2 separate regions of the Zea mays genome follow, and region 2 is linked to region 1. A link is a contact called in public Hi-C data. All regions are on one chromosome and are shown on one strand. The core of a region is the stretch at or near the end of the contact, and the rest is flanking DNA. Distances in the headings are between cores, read along the strand shown.

The links. A called contact is a pair of places that touch in the nucleus more often than the background predicts.
Region 2: a contact with region 1 is called in a Hi-C map of ear, with 1.9 times the contacts expected there. The contact joins the promoter of LOC100281193 here to the promoter of LOC732744 in region 1. A contact is called at or near these places in 4 of 25 Hi-C or Micro-C datasets (ear, leaf and tassel).

What each region holds. Positions count from the first base shown.
Region 1 is chr5:72,151,198-72,158,652 of Zm-B73-REFERENCE-NAM-5.0, forward strand. LOC732744 (sialyltransferase like protein) reads left to right here and starts at 5,743. Exons shown (of 12, transcript NM_001112373.1): 1 at 5,743-5,878; 2 at 5,989-6,062; 3 at 6,467-6,556; 4 at 6,820-6,897. The coding sequence starts at 5,767.
Region 2 is chr5:72,691,504-72,698,610 of Zm-B73-REFERENCE-NAM-5.0, forward strand. It overlaps LOC100281193, which reads left to right and starts at 1,596. Exons shown (of 2, transcript NM_001154112.1): 1 at 1,596-1,888; 2 at 2,164-3,893. The coding sequence starts at 1,676. The coding sequence ends at 3,711. LOC100282933 (spermidine synthase 1) reads right to left here. Exons shown (of 12, transcript NM_001155838.1): 10 at 6,074-6,203; 11 at 5,698-5,772; 12 at 5,318-5,578. The coding sequence ends at 5,498.

The DNA of each region.
Region 1 (7,455 bases), core at 4,493-6,992:
TTGCAAGCTAAGATAGGTTGGGACAAGAGATTACCATATGCAGAATTCTCTTACAACAATAGCTATCAGGCCAGTCTGAAGATGTCACCATTCGAAGCGCTATATGGGAGGAATTGCAGAACTCCGTTGTATTGGGACCAACCTGATGAAAGACAGGTGTTCGGACCAGATATTTTGCTTGAAGCCGAAGAGAACATCAGAATGGTCTGAGAGAATTTGAAGGCAGCGCAGTCCAGACAGCGAAGCTATGCTGACACCAGAAGAAGGGAACTCAATTTTGAAGTGGGAGACTACGTCTATTTGAAGGTGTCACCCATCAGAGGAACCAAAAGGTTTGGAGTCAAAGGCAAGCTAGCACCTCGATATATTGGGTCGTTTCAGATTCAAACAAGACGTGGAGAAGTGGTTTATCAACTCAGTTTACCAGATAATCTGTCAGTTGTGCATGATGTGTTCCATGTATCTCAGTTGAAGAAATGCTTGAGAGTGCCAGAAGAGCAGTTGCTAGTAGAGGATCTTGAAGTTCAAGAAGATCTGACATATATTGAGAAGCCAACTCAAATTCTGGAGACAACAGATCGGGTCACGTGGAGAAGTACCATCAGGATGTGCAAAGTCAAATGGGGTCACCACTCAGAAGAAGAAGCAACCTGGGAAAGAGAAGATGATTTGAAAGCCAAGTACCCTGAGCTCTTTTCTAGCCAGCCCTGAATCTCGAGGGCGAGATTCTTTTAAGGGGGATGGTCTGTAACACCCTGAATTTGGGGGTATAAAATTTCTTTCTAATTATCACCCAAATTCATGTGTTACTCTTCTCTCTCTCACTCTAGGTTTTATCTCTCTAGAATATCTCTCCCTTTTTCCCTTTTTGAGTAGAAATAGCATAAAGTTAGGGGGATTTAATTATTTATTTTTGCCAAAACATTATGAGTCATGAAATGTTGCATCATGCTGAGCTTAAAATATTCTTTGAAGTGTTGCACAACTTTGAATTTATTTGAATTTAAAACCTAGTTTGAATTTGGATTTGAAAACCCTAGAGAAAAGAAATAGAAAAGGAATTAGAAAATTCAGAGAAAAAGAAAAAGAGAAAGCAGCCCAGTCGGCCCACTAAGCCCAGCTTCGCCCGCACGCCTTCGATCTCTGACAGGTGGGCCCCGCCTGTCGGCGCCGACTTGCGCCCCTCTTCCCTTTCTCCCTCTCGCTGTTCGGTGGGGTCGCCCTGTCGGCGCTTTGGCCTATTATGCGCTCGCGCGTCTGTGCCACTGTCCCGCGGGCCCCGCTCGCCAGTCCCTCCCCATCCTCCTTCAACCGCTCGCCTGCGCGGACCGTGCACGCACGCCGAGATCGCCGCGCCCACGTCGCCACTCAGCTCCAAACCGGCAACCTCACCCCCTCTACAAGTCCCCGCGCACCCCACTTCCCCCTGCCTCGCTCATTTCACCTCTGCCCACTCACCCGAGCTGCGCGCGCCGGTTCTTCAAGCCCGTCGGAGCTTCCCCGTCGCCAGGCCCCCTGCACCCGAATTCGTCGTCGGTATAGCTCGACCGCCGTCCGCGATCGTGCTCCGCCACCGTTGTGCCCAGCCTCGTCCTCATCCCTGCTCCACCCGAGGTGAATTTCCCCGCCGGACTTTCTCTTCTCTCTCCCATTTCCTCTGTTCCATCAATTAGTCACCGGTGATCGTCGGTTCCGGTCCCGCGCCGTCGAACCGAGTCCGCCCGGCTAACCGCAGCCGCCCTGTGCCCTGTTCGCCCGCACGGAGTCGCCGTCTCCGGCCATGGCGCTCGCGCCGTGCGCACTGCCAAGGTAGATGGCGGTCCTAACAAGGAGGACCCGCCCGTCAGCCTCCCCTTTTCTTTCCCCACTCTTGGTCAGTGCCTGGAGGGCCCCGTCTGTCAGCACGCGCTCGTGATATCACGCCCGCGCGTGCCCTCCACCGCTGACTAGCGGGCCCGACCTCCCCGCGGCCCTGTTTGTCAGGCTCCCACCGTTTCCCCCCTGTTGGTTCGAGTCACCGACCCGTGGCCCCCGCCCGCCAGGGAGCGCCCGTGCTCGCATCCCGCACCGGGGATACCCTAGCCGCTGACGCGTGGGACCCGCTGGTCAGCCCTCGCGTCCGATCCCGCGCGCCCGCTTCTAATCTCGAGCGTCCGTTCCCGATCGGATGGCCAAGAAGCCAGGATACCCTTTCGCTGTGGTTGTTTTGCTTAAGACCCGCCGTCCTTAGACTTTACGCGTAGGTCTCTGAGTTATTACAAACAGACCCTATCCTTTTAAGGGCTTGTTCGGTTAGCTCTCAATCCATGTGGATTAAGTGGGATTGGGTGGGTTTAAATTCCAAGCAAGTCAAACTTCTTCTTAATTTTTTCCAATCCCATTCAATCCATGAGTAACGGGATTAACCAAACAAGGCCTAAATAATTACAGAATAGGGCTTAATTTTGTATTTTCAACTCCTAAACTTGTTTATTTCATATCTTTTACATATGAACTCCAAATTTAGTGATTCAAATTGCAAAATGTTCATAGAATTATTCTCTGTTTAAATAAATTAGTTCCATTTACATTCTGTGTTTTCTAATTTTATAGTTAACTATGAACTAGAATATGTTTAGATTTGTTTATTTAATAAAATAAAAGAGAAAACCCTAGAGATTAAAGCATGTTTAATCTTGTAAGATTAATAATGTGTATTACATGAATTCATCTTTGTTCTAATTTTTAGGTCACAATAAAATAAATTGAACTATGCTATGTATTTGTGAGTAACACTTAGAGAAGTAATAATCTATTTCCAAATGAAGTTGGTTTATGTTATAGTTTATGTTATGCTTTGAACCCATTATCCCTTATGTAGTATTGTGCCTTTTGAGATGTATTCCTATGTTTGTACATGTTTGGTGTGTTGTTCATTTGTACTTTCCAAATGTATTGAATGCATGCTCGCTTTATTTAGACAACGAGCAGTCCGAGGTTCCTGAGTGTGTTGTTGGAGACCTCCCTGAGCAACAACCTGGTGAAGGCAAATGTCCTCTGACCTATTATGTCCTACATACTTTATGATTCACTATCTCACATTACTTTATGAAACCTAAGGATTGACTGGTCTGTATTTACTTATCCTTGTTTACCTTTTGGGTTATCATGGTTAGCATTTTGCTATTGCCTTAACTTTAACCAATGAACATGATGTGAACATTTATGATACGATACTGTTATCCTGATTATGTTGATGAGCTTATGATAATCTATGGGGCTCAGGCCTTTTTCCCGAGTACCTCTCTGTAAGGACCTGTTCGTGGAGTGACCACCCGGGATAACAGTACAACCATGAGGGTGAAATGGGACGCCCTTAGCTGATTAATTAGATGAACCTGGGGGCATAGTGCTCGCTCTGCCAAGGTTGGGGTGCAGAGGTTCATTCGATTTAGTTTTGTTAGTCACCCACCTTGGGGAGGTGTACTGCGTTTGTACGACTGGCGAAACCTAACGAGCAGCTATGCACCAGGGGAGTCTTTGTAAAGGCTACGTAGTGAAACCTTGCCGACTCACCTTGGTAGTGTTTAAGGGTTTGATCGACCCGAGGCATAAAGGGATCACAACTTGTGGGTAAAGTGTGCAACCTCTGCAGAGTGTTAGAAACTGGTATATCAGTCAAGCTCACGGTTAAGAGCAGCCTTGGGATCCTCTTTGATTAGAAGAACTTTGGATACTTTTATGATGATGGTTAATAATGATGTTATAAAATCTGATCTCTAGTATTTCCTCTTTTGAGGAGGTACTTCTGGGAAATAACTGGGTTTATTACTAAAACTTGGATCTACTAACAATAATAAATATTTGACCAACTAAAAGCAACGGCTTAACCTCAACTCCATATATAGCTAGTCCACTTTAGCCAAACGAGACATTTGCTGAGTACGTTGATGTGTACTCACCCTTGCTTTACACACCACCCCCACCCCAGGTTGTCCCCACTGTACTCAATGCTCAGGAGGTGATGCTGGCAACATGGAAGACTTCAAGGAGTTTCAGGACTATGACGAGTTCTGGTTCCTTCTTAGTGGCAAACCCCCAGTCAGCTGCCTGTGTAGGCTTAGCTTCTACGTTCCGTATTTCTGCACTTTGATAGTTATGTTAAAGACAATGTGTAATAGACTCTGTGGATGTCTTGGACATCTTGATGTAATCAAGTACCTTTCCGCTATTTATTTCGAGCATTGTGTGATGATGTCCAATTATGTAATCGTTGTGTACGTGAGTTTCTAATCTTGGCACATACATGGTTTGCATTCGTTTGCCTTCCAAAAACCGGATGTGACATCTTCCCAGCACGCGACGACGGTATTAACAATAGATTCCAACCAATTAATCCTTAGGCATGAAGTGGAATATGGTGCTGCGCTGGACCTCCGCATTAGGCAGAGACGAGTGTTGGGAACGTAGTAGGCACCGTGGTTGAGGACCATCATTGAACACTTGGTGTGCGTGTCGTCGGGTACATCCATGCTTGAGGTAGCTCGGACGACGTCTCTCGAGCTGTGACGCGGCGACGAGGACACGGACGACTCCTTGGCGATCTGCTGCAGGTCGAGGTCGTCATCCGAGCCCGTGGACACCACCCCCGCAACGTTGTCGTGGACGGGAGGCAGATGGCTTGCCTCGCGTTAGGGCTCATAGACTATGGGTAGAGGAGGTAGTGGGCTCACCGCGTCACGGTACGACTCGTCCACCTCCTTAGCTTGCAGCTGCTGCAGCCTGGCGAAGCGCAGGTCGAGTCGAGCATCCATCTCATCGAACCTTCGGTTGAACTCGTCGAGGATGAGTTTGAAGTCGAGAGTCATGACGTTAGGCAGATTGAAGTCGAGAATCGTACCCTTTGATACCAATTGTTAGCAACACTAATCTCTCAAACTCAAACCAATAGCAGCAAGTGAATAGAATGGAAGAGAATCCGGGTACATGAGAGAAGGGAGGAAGAAGATACAAAGATAGAGAGTTTAGGTTTTCAAAATGATTCCTCGATGCCTTTCTCGTCACCTCCCTCCTTCTTTGTATTGTTTCCCTTAAGACACCTGGGCCGGCATGGGCCGTTTGGGCTCACATTTCCTAACACTCACTTTGGTGGAGGCAAGATGAAGAGAGATAGGAAGGGACGGTGACAGTGGCTAGGGTTTGGTATTACCCTAGCCACCTCACGAGAGATGGTGTGGGGATTAAATTGTGGTTGCTATTTTTACAAGTTACATGGTAGACACATTGAAATCGAGCATAATGATCAGTTCAAATAGAGCACAAATTATTGTAAAGGTTTAGAGTACGTCTGAACAATTTTCTTATTTAAACAAAAGTCTATATAGAGCGCAACGTTTACATTTTAGACATTTTAGACGATGGAATAGATGGGCTTGTGACCTGAACGTATTAAGGCCCTGTTTGGAGCTAATAGTTAGCTAATGGCTAATAATTAATTTATTAGTTTATTAAATCTAGTTAATAATTTATTAGTAGGTTAACTATTAGCTCTATAGATTTCAAATACAGCATAAATCGACGCAGAGCAGGAGATAATGAATGGAGCTGATTATTACTAGGCCCGTTAAAGAAACTGGGCTGTTTGCAGAGTGGCTAAGTTGAGCCCACCGTGTACGGCCCACGCAAGTAAAGCCAGAAGAGGCCCACAAAGACTTAACGTGCAACTGGGAAAGATGCTCCTCCCCACTCTCCGTCCTGCTCCGGCAAGAGGCGGCACACCGCGCAAGGATGCCACCTAGGGCTGCTCCGGCGCTGCGGGTGCTCCCGCTCGCGCTCGCAGCGGCCATCTTCTCGGGGCTCACCGCCATCCTCTTCTACCTCTCCGGCGTCTCCTCCTCACGTAATGCCCCCGTCCCGCTCCTCTCTCTTTCCCTCTCGTGTTCCAGTTCGCGTGTCGCGCAGGAGATCCCTGACAGCTGAACGGGTGGGTGGGTGGGTGCGTGCGTGCAGATAGCGGCTCTCGGCTCTCGGAGGCGGACCTGGCGGCGCTCGCCGCGCTGCGGGGTGGCTTCAGCAAGTGCGTGGTATGGTCTTGCTCGTATGCCTCCCTCTGGGCTGATTACGGTTCGATTTGCCTTACTGGTGTTCCTGCTCATCTCGTGCCGCATTGTCGTTTTCGCCTCTGGGTATGGGGGCACTACTTCGTCACAACCACGAGCTGTGGCGGATTGGGAACGTGGTTGCCTCGAGATTCTTGGTTCCGTGCGCCAATTGTTCCGAGTCCGAGGTTCACTGTTTAGTGTAGGAGGTAGCACTGTGACAGTGAGGTCTTTGTTCTGGCGTGAAATAAGATTTCATGGATTGTAGCGTATCTGTAGTTGAATTGGATGACAGTGGCTGCATAGATTTGCAGTGTCAGCAGCTTCAGGATCTTCTTTGCTGTCTTGGTTCAGACAGACAAACCTCACTTGCTTAAAAGTAACTGCAGGATGCAAATGGGCTAGGACTGAAAGCCGTGACCGGGGAGGACTACTGTCGTGTTGTGATACAATACCCAAGTGACACAGTTTCTAAGTGGGTAAGTGATTTCTCGCCGTGTTATTACAGGCAAAGCTTTTACTTGATACAGGTAGGACTTTTCCCATTTTAGCCTTACTAAGAAACAGATCGCAAAGTACATTTGGTTCTGTGCTTACCTAGCATCTTATGCTTTTGAAACCCTGCTGCATGTTCAGCCAGCAAATTATAGTATTTACTCTGTCGACCTTCTCTCATAACTAGGCTTGCCTGCCTCATGTCTATGATCATTTTTGTAGCTCTTATGGGCCTTTTTTTTTGCAGAGAGATCCAATCACCCATAAGGCTGAAAGTCTGTCGTTTGAGTTCAATCTGTGTGAAGCTGTGGCCTCATGGGAGCACGTGAGCATACTTTGTGTTCATAAGCCTATGTGATTAATGAACCCAATAAATCCAACACCATATAACGCTGCTTTCAAAAGTCATATGATGCAGCATTGGCAATGTTGACAAAGTCATACTCTTGTCACTTTTGAACCGTCCCATCTGAATTTGTTTTCCGAACCACGCAGGAGAACCGCGTGTCGTTTCATTTAAGAAGAAAAAAAAATACATCGGGTAGGCAGAAACGCCCCACCTGAAACACCGCACACACCCAACACGGGAGTACCCAAAGAGGAGTCACGACCCGGACCAACAGCCCTACCCGGCTAGGTCCCACGACCTTCTATATAGCTCCTGGAGGTTGGCAGCTCCGGCCCTACACCAAAGCAAACCTTCCTCTTCTATTAGCTGGAGAACCCGCCTAACATCCGGCTGACAGCCCTCAAAACACATGAGAGTTCCTGAATTTTCAAATCTCCCAAGCCACCAAAATGAACAAAGTGTTGAGCCCTTTCCGCACTTACTTAGGCGCCATCTTGATGGAGCGCACCCATCAGGAAAAGAAGCGAGTATCTG
Region 2 (7,107 bases), core at 346-2,845, 540 kb after region 1:
TTTGGCGTGAATGCGAACGCATTAGAATCACTCATCTTCTTTGTCGAGTTGTGTCTCGTCCTCATCCTCTGCACACATAGAGTGTTGGAATAGCATGCCTTAGAAGACCTTTTTAGATGTGTGTGATCAAGTTTTCAGGAGCATCATCATGACTGCTTATTGGTCTTGTCCCATCTTTCACTTGGTGTATGTTCGAGGCACGCAATTGTGAATAACTACTCGTACCCAGTGGCGGAGCGCAAGAAAAAACAAGGTATGGCAAACTCACGACGTGGTTGCCATTTGTCATGGAGAGACAGAGACCATAGGGGTCGGGCCGCGTAGGTTGTGTTATATCGGGTCCTCTGCCCCTGTTCGTACCAATTGTGATATGTTACTTTAAGCAACACATGATGTTGACTTGTATGAACGAAGCCACGAGTGTTTTTGAGCATTGGTCTCTCTACAACGTAATTTTTTTTCTCTAAATTTGTTAACTTTAATATATTTTTTGTTATAATTAGCATATTTTTTATATATGCATATGTTATTGTTGCGACTAGTGGTGTTTCACACTTGTTCGTGCATATCGTTATAAATCTGCTATCATATTTCGGGATTAAAATAAACACAAGAAAATATAAATTCCTAACACTATGTCACGGTATTATAGGTCTCGTATGCTTGTTCTGTGTCATCAAAAGCACACGTTGTTGATGAATACTAAGATTTATCTCCGGTTGCTTTTCTTTACAATCTTATATCTCATTTTATTTATATTTCAAGCTTCACTCTATAAACATGCTATCTTCAGTTAGTGGTGGGTCCAAAAACTAAAGACAGCTTAGACGAAATTATCAAGTACTAATAACTATATCTAATTTTATATAAAAAGACGTGCATATTTAGACTTGAGGTGCACTTCCAGGTAGGTATGTGGTGCCTAAATAGTAGGTCCGCTACTATCTTCAGTCGAAGTTGTGTTTGATATAGCCATATGCCCATATGTACGATATATTAGAGACAACATTAATCCTGTTTAGTTGAGCTTCTAGTCAACTACTAAAAAAAGTTAAAAACTTATAAAAACTAAGTTTATATGGAAAATTGAAAGAAATGGTTCTGTGTGCTTGTATCATTGGCTTCTAATGATCAGAAATCTAGCCATAGTTTTTTAAGAAAAAACTTCAAAAGCTGCCTCTCAAATAAACATGGCCTAAAAAGAGACTTCAAACAAAACGGGATAAGAACAAAGTATGCCATCATCATTACGACGGAAAAGCGAGACGAAACACGGCAGTTTGCCGTGTGCGTGCATGATAGCAAAAGACGCACGCGCTCATTTTGCAGCTTAGTGGCTTCTGGTGGCTCCACGTCACGAAAATACGTGTGAATCGACCATGACGTAGGCAGACACAGTGCGCGTGTTATCACAACATTAGAGACAGAGAGCACTAGAGCAGCTTGCTTCTTCCTCCACTCCGTCCGTCACCGTCAGCATCGGCATCGGCATCAAGCCACCAAGCGCGTCAACTCGTCGATTACGCGTCGTCGTCTCGCGCTGCTGCTGTCGCTGGATTTTGTTGTTATTATATTCCCACTTCCGCTGCCATTCCGTTCCAGACTGCCTCCTCCACTCCAGTGTGGCCGTTCGTTCCCCTCTGTTCCGCGCCGGCGCGCCGCCCAACTCTGAGCGATGGAAGGCACCGTGCTGTGCGCGGCCAACCACGCGCCGCTCACGCCCATCAGCTTCCTCGAGCGCACCGCGCTCGTCTACCCCGACCGCCCCGCCGTCGTCGCCGCCGGACACGCCGCCGCGCCGCCGCCGCGCACCTGGCGGCAGACCCGGGACCGCTGCCTCCGCCTCGCCGCGGCGCTCGCGGGGCTCGGCGTCGCGCGCCGTGACGTGGTAAGTCTCTGTCCAGCCGTTGCCTTGCCTCCTCTTCCGTGCGATAAGTACGGAGCGGTAGATTCGGGCGTTATCTACCTGCCGCCGTCCAAGCATTCACTTTTACTGCTCTTGCTGTTCTCCATCCCCTGTCTGTCTCTCTCGATTTGCCCGAGTAGGTAGATAGTGTTGTTCTCATCGGCAGTGGACGGGCTGAATTTGCTGCTGCTTCTAGTACCGAATCGAATCGAACTGGCCGGCCGGTCCTAACCGCAGCCGTTGCTGCCCCCGTGCAGGTTGCGGTGTTCGCGCAGAACATCCCGGCCTTCTGCGAGCTCCACTTCGGCATTCCCATGGCGGGCGCCGTGATCTGCGCGCTCAACTCGCGGCTCGACGCCGGCATGGCGTCCGTGCTGCTGCAGCACTCGGAGGCCAAGGTCGTGTTCGTGGACGCCGCGCTACTGGGCGTCGCCCGGGAGGCGCTCCGCCTCATCTCCCAGCAGGCCGGCGGAGCGAGCAGGGTGCCCGCCGTGGTACTAATCAACGAGGCGCTCGACGAGCCGCCGTCAGCGGCGACAGGAAACGACAAGATCCCAGGCGTCGATCGGTGCTACGAGTACGAGGCCCTCCTCCTCAGCAGCAGCAGAGGCGGCGATCCAGAGTTCTTGATCCGGTGGCCGGACGACGAGAACGAGCCGATCGCGCTGAACTACACGTCGGGGACGACGTCGCGGCCCAAGGGCGTGGTGTACACCCACCGCGGCGCGTACCTGAACTCGCTGTCGTCGGTGCTCCTCAACGACATGACGGCGCTGCCGGTGTACCTGTGGACGGTGCCCATGTTCCACTGCAACGGGTGGTGCCTGGTGTGGGGCGTGGCGGCGCAGGGCGGCACCAACGTGTGCCTGCGCAAGGTGAACTCGGGCGCCATCTTCGCGGCCGTGGCGGCGCACGGGGTGACGCACATGGGCGGCGCGCCGACGGTGCTGAGCATGGTGGTGAACGCCACGGCGGAGGAGAGGGCGCCGCTGGGCGCGGGGAGGAAGAGGCCGGTGACTGTGATGACGGGCGGCGCGCCGCCGGCGCCGCAGGTGCTGTTCCGGATGGAGGAGCTCGGGTTCCTGGTGATCCACTCGTACGGGCTGACGGAGACGTACGGGCCAGCGACGGTGTGCACGTGGCGGCCCGAGTGGGACGCGCTGCCGGCGGCGGAGCGCGCGGCCATCAAGGCCCGGCAGGGGCTCCACCACCTGGGGCTGGAGGTGGACGTGAAGGACCCGGCCACGATGGCCAGCGTGCCCGCGGACGGGCGCACCATGGGCGAGGTGATGTTCCGCGGGAACACGGTGATGGGCGGGTACTACAAGGACGCGGCCGCGACGGCGGAGGCCATGGCCGGCGGGTGGCTGCGGTCGGGCGACCTGGCGGTGCGGCACGCCGGCGACGGCTACGTGCGGATCCTGGACCGGTCCAAGGACATCATCATCTCCGGCGGGGAGAACATCAGCACCATCGAGGTGGAGGCGGCGCTGTTCGCGCACCCGGCCGTGGCGGAGGCCGCAGTGGTGGGGCGGCCCGACGAGTACTGGGGCGAGACGCCGTGCGCATTCGTGACGCTCAGGGAGGGCGCGGCCGGCAGCGTGCGCGCCGAGGAGGTGGTGGCGTTCTGCCAGGCGCGCCTGCCGCGGTACATGGCGCCCCGGACGGTGGTGTTCGTGGCCGAGCTGCCCAAGACAGCCACGGGGAAGGTGCAGAAGTTCGCGCTCCGGGAGCAGGCCAGGGCCATGGGCAGCATCTCCAGCTCCGAGCAGCAGGATGGGGCAGGGACGAGGAGCAAGCTCTGATCTGAACTCGCATGCCCACATGGATGTCTCCTCCATTCCACTGACGAGTAGTTGAGCAGCAACGAACCTAAGTGTGCTGAGCTGTGCTGTGCTGTGCTTGGACATGTAGAGAAAGAGAATCACCACACTCAGTGATACAGATTCGTCATTTCAGTAATATAATTTACAGTATCAACCTTCAATGCTCTCAATAAAAATGGGGGCAAGCATGTGCATCTGCATGTTCGTTTATGCGTGTGTCCGATTCTGACCTCGCGGTGTGAATGTGATGCTGCCTGTAGTTTTTTTTTTAAGAGATGCTGCATGTAGTAGTAGAGACAACGGAATGGCGTTGGCACTTGGCAATGACATGGACCCATCAACTAATTGTTATAGGAACAATTAGATCTATACCATTAAAAGATCCAAACTTTAGATATATATCATGGACCCACATGTCATTGACTCATGTGGACACACATGTAAGTGAGATAGTAATGGTATGGATCCAAAGTGGTGATTCTAGATAGGGTGTATCACGAATCCATTTTATAAATTTAGTTGAATAAACTTATTTCTCATAATCTCTTTGTTCCAAATTAAAATTAAAATTCGTTTTAGAAAATTAATAAATTCATACAATCTTTAATATATGTGTTTTATATATGTATCTAGATTTATTATCTTCTATTTGAATATAGAAATAAAAATCAAATGCTAAAACGAATTCTATTGTGAAACGGAAGGAGTTTTATTGATCATTATTAGTCTATGACAAATTAAATGGTGATAAAATGAGAAAATGATAAACTATCTCATTCCTTAAACCAACACCAACACGCTATAACACAAGAATATCACGTGCTTGTCGGAATGGAACGTGGTTTTAGGTTAATTACGAGAATAAGAGCCAGGTCTTCGATCCATCTCTCTTTAAATATTTATTTAACTAATTAGATCTGTTGTGATCTGCGACAATCCTTGATCTCTCGGGTTTGGCTTCCTAGCACACACTGGCACTAACCGTTAGGAATTAACTAATTTATGGTTATACTGTCTCTTGCCGCTTATTCATTCTATCTCCCATTTCAACTATTTCAAAATTCACTCCATAAACGGCGCAGTCTAACTATAGTACAACCAATTAAACAATGCTTTGCACCACCATATACAGGATCTACTAGAAGCAGTCTTACTTTACAACTTTATTTAGCCCTATTGTGAAAGTTTGTTTCAGTTTATTTCTAACTCCACCAGAACCTGATGCGGACTATCAAACATCCAGCTCTTTAGTCCGCTTTGTAAAAATCATTTTAATAAAAACCGTCCAAAACATAGAATCAACCGATCCATCATAAAAATAAGTAGAGACCAAAGCTGATTATCACAAAACACTTGAGCATGTTATATATATATCATAGCATAGATCATCTGGCTGATCTACTAAGGGTTTGTTCGATTAAGGGTGTATTGAGAAAAATTAAATCTCATATACAAATTTGTATAGAAAGAAATTTAATCCTCTCTAATCTCTTTCAAACCAAAAAGCCCTGTTAAACACCCCCAATCCACCTCAACTCATGTGGATTGAGATCAATAATGAGTATCCAGACCTAAAAGGGGAGTGTAAAGGTGGAATGCTTCTCTCATCGTTGCTTGTTGGTACCTCGGAGCACGAATTATTATCAAATACATCGCGCGTCAAACCGCGATGCGCGTACCCCCACCCAACACGCACGCACTCGACTTCGATGCTTAGATTACGTGCGTGATAATAATAGTACATGGCTATGTGTGTATCCAACAGCTAGGATGCGGTGGTAATTCCACGCTTGGGCGCCGCAGTTAGCTTTTGTGGTGCCGTGGCCGCTACTTCCTCCGCCTGCTCCTGTAAAACGGTGCACAGATTCTCTCAGTACGAGGTTTGCTTGTGTGCAAACACAACAGAGGCAGGAGAACTAATAATCACCTGTCCCGATTTGTAAAAAGAAAAAAAAGAAAACTCACCGTTTCCGTGGAAGCACAGTATGCTTCTAGCTCCCTCTTGGCAAATGTCGGAAGAACAAACGCTGCCATATGCATCTGTTCAACAACGAAAGTTAGGCAAAGGAGCTTTGATGCGAGAAATCTCACATGAGGGTTGCAGTTGAACGGGCTTCAGCCGGTGAGCCAAAAGAGAGAGAGAGAACAGTAACGAACATTCCCATATCACAAATGATGAAATGAAACACAGACTCGGGGTTACTACGGACGGAGTCATAAAAGCTGTTAATCATGGCGTTAAGATAAACTTCTGCATGCTAGGACAAAGGGCAGCACAGGCTGAATCAAAAAAAAAATATTGGCACAAGAAATCATATGCGATCGATTGAAGAAAACTGACCTCTGAATTATAAAACCTGATCTCCCTTCCCGCTTTAGTAGCTCCTTCCACTTCTTCAATTGGATTTACAGGAGTCAGAAAGTTGACCGGTGGGCCATCCTTGGCGCATAACAGAAACCCAATCACCCCACTGCAAAATTTCGAGCAAACATTCTGTAAGGAAAAAAGGTAAGCTCCATACGGGAAAAACGCTGAACACAACAAAAGATTCATATGTCTAGAAGGCTGGCTAGAACCGCAAAACCTACAAACATTTATTTGTCCCAGCTCACAATTAGGCCATGTTTGTTTCACTCCTAAATTATATAAGCTAGATTATGGTGGAAGGACAGGAGGCTAAAATATCACTTTATGATCACAAATAAGCTGAAATAAGCTACTCAATACTAGCTTATTCCAGTTTATTTGGGGTCATAAAGTGATATTTTACCTTTCTACCCTTCCACCATAATCCAACTTATATAATCTAGGAGGGAAAAACAAACCCTTACTAAGCACACAATGTCAAAACAAATAGAGATTCCACACTTAGCCCTGCTTTTAAAAAAAAGGGAAACCAATAAATTTCCCAGTATTATAATCCTATGGATAGCGTCTTATATGTGCTCTCAGAACAAAGAAATAAGCCCCTGAAACTCTTGCACGAACTTCGAAGAAAATTTAACATGAGGCTCGACTAGGAATGCAAGTGGGTATCCAATGGATCAACCCCTTTGTTCATATTTCTCGCTTTGAAATTCGGATTAGTCCATTTTGATGGTTTTTTGCTCAACCCGAAGATATCACAAAAGAGTAAACTTTTTACAGTATTGAGTATTCACAAGTACAACGCATAGTCTTCTTCCAAAAACCATATGTCCTGTCTTTCACAGTAAAATAGCATTTATCTCCATAGCTCCAATTTCTTTTTCCAGGAAGCTTAACGTCCTAACTTGTAGCAGCACGTTCACACAATGCCAAGTGATTATTTTCAATTCTTGGTAAGTCTAATAAAGCCTGCATAAAATGACTTCAAGGGGGGAAATGAAAACTAC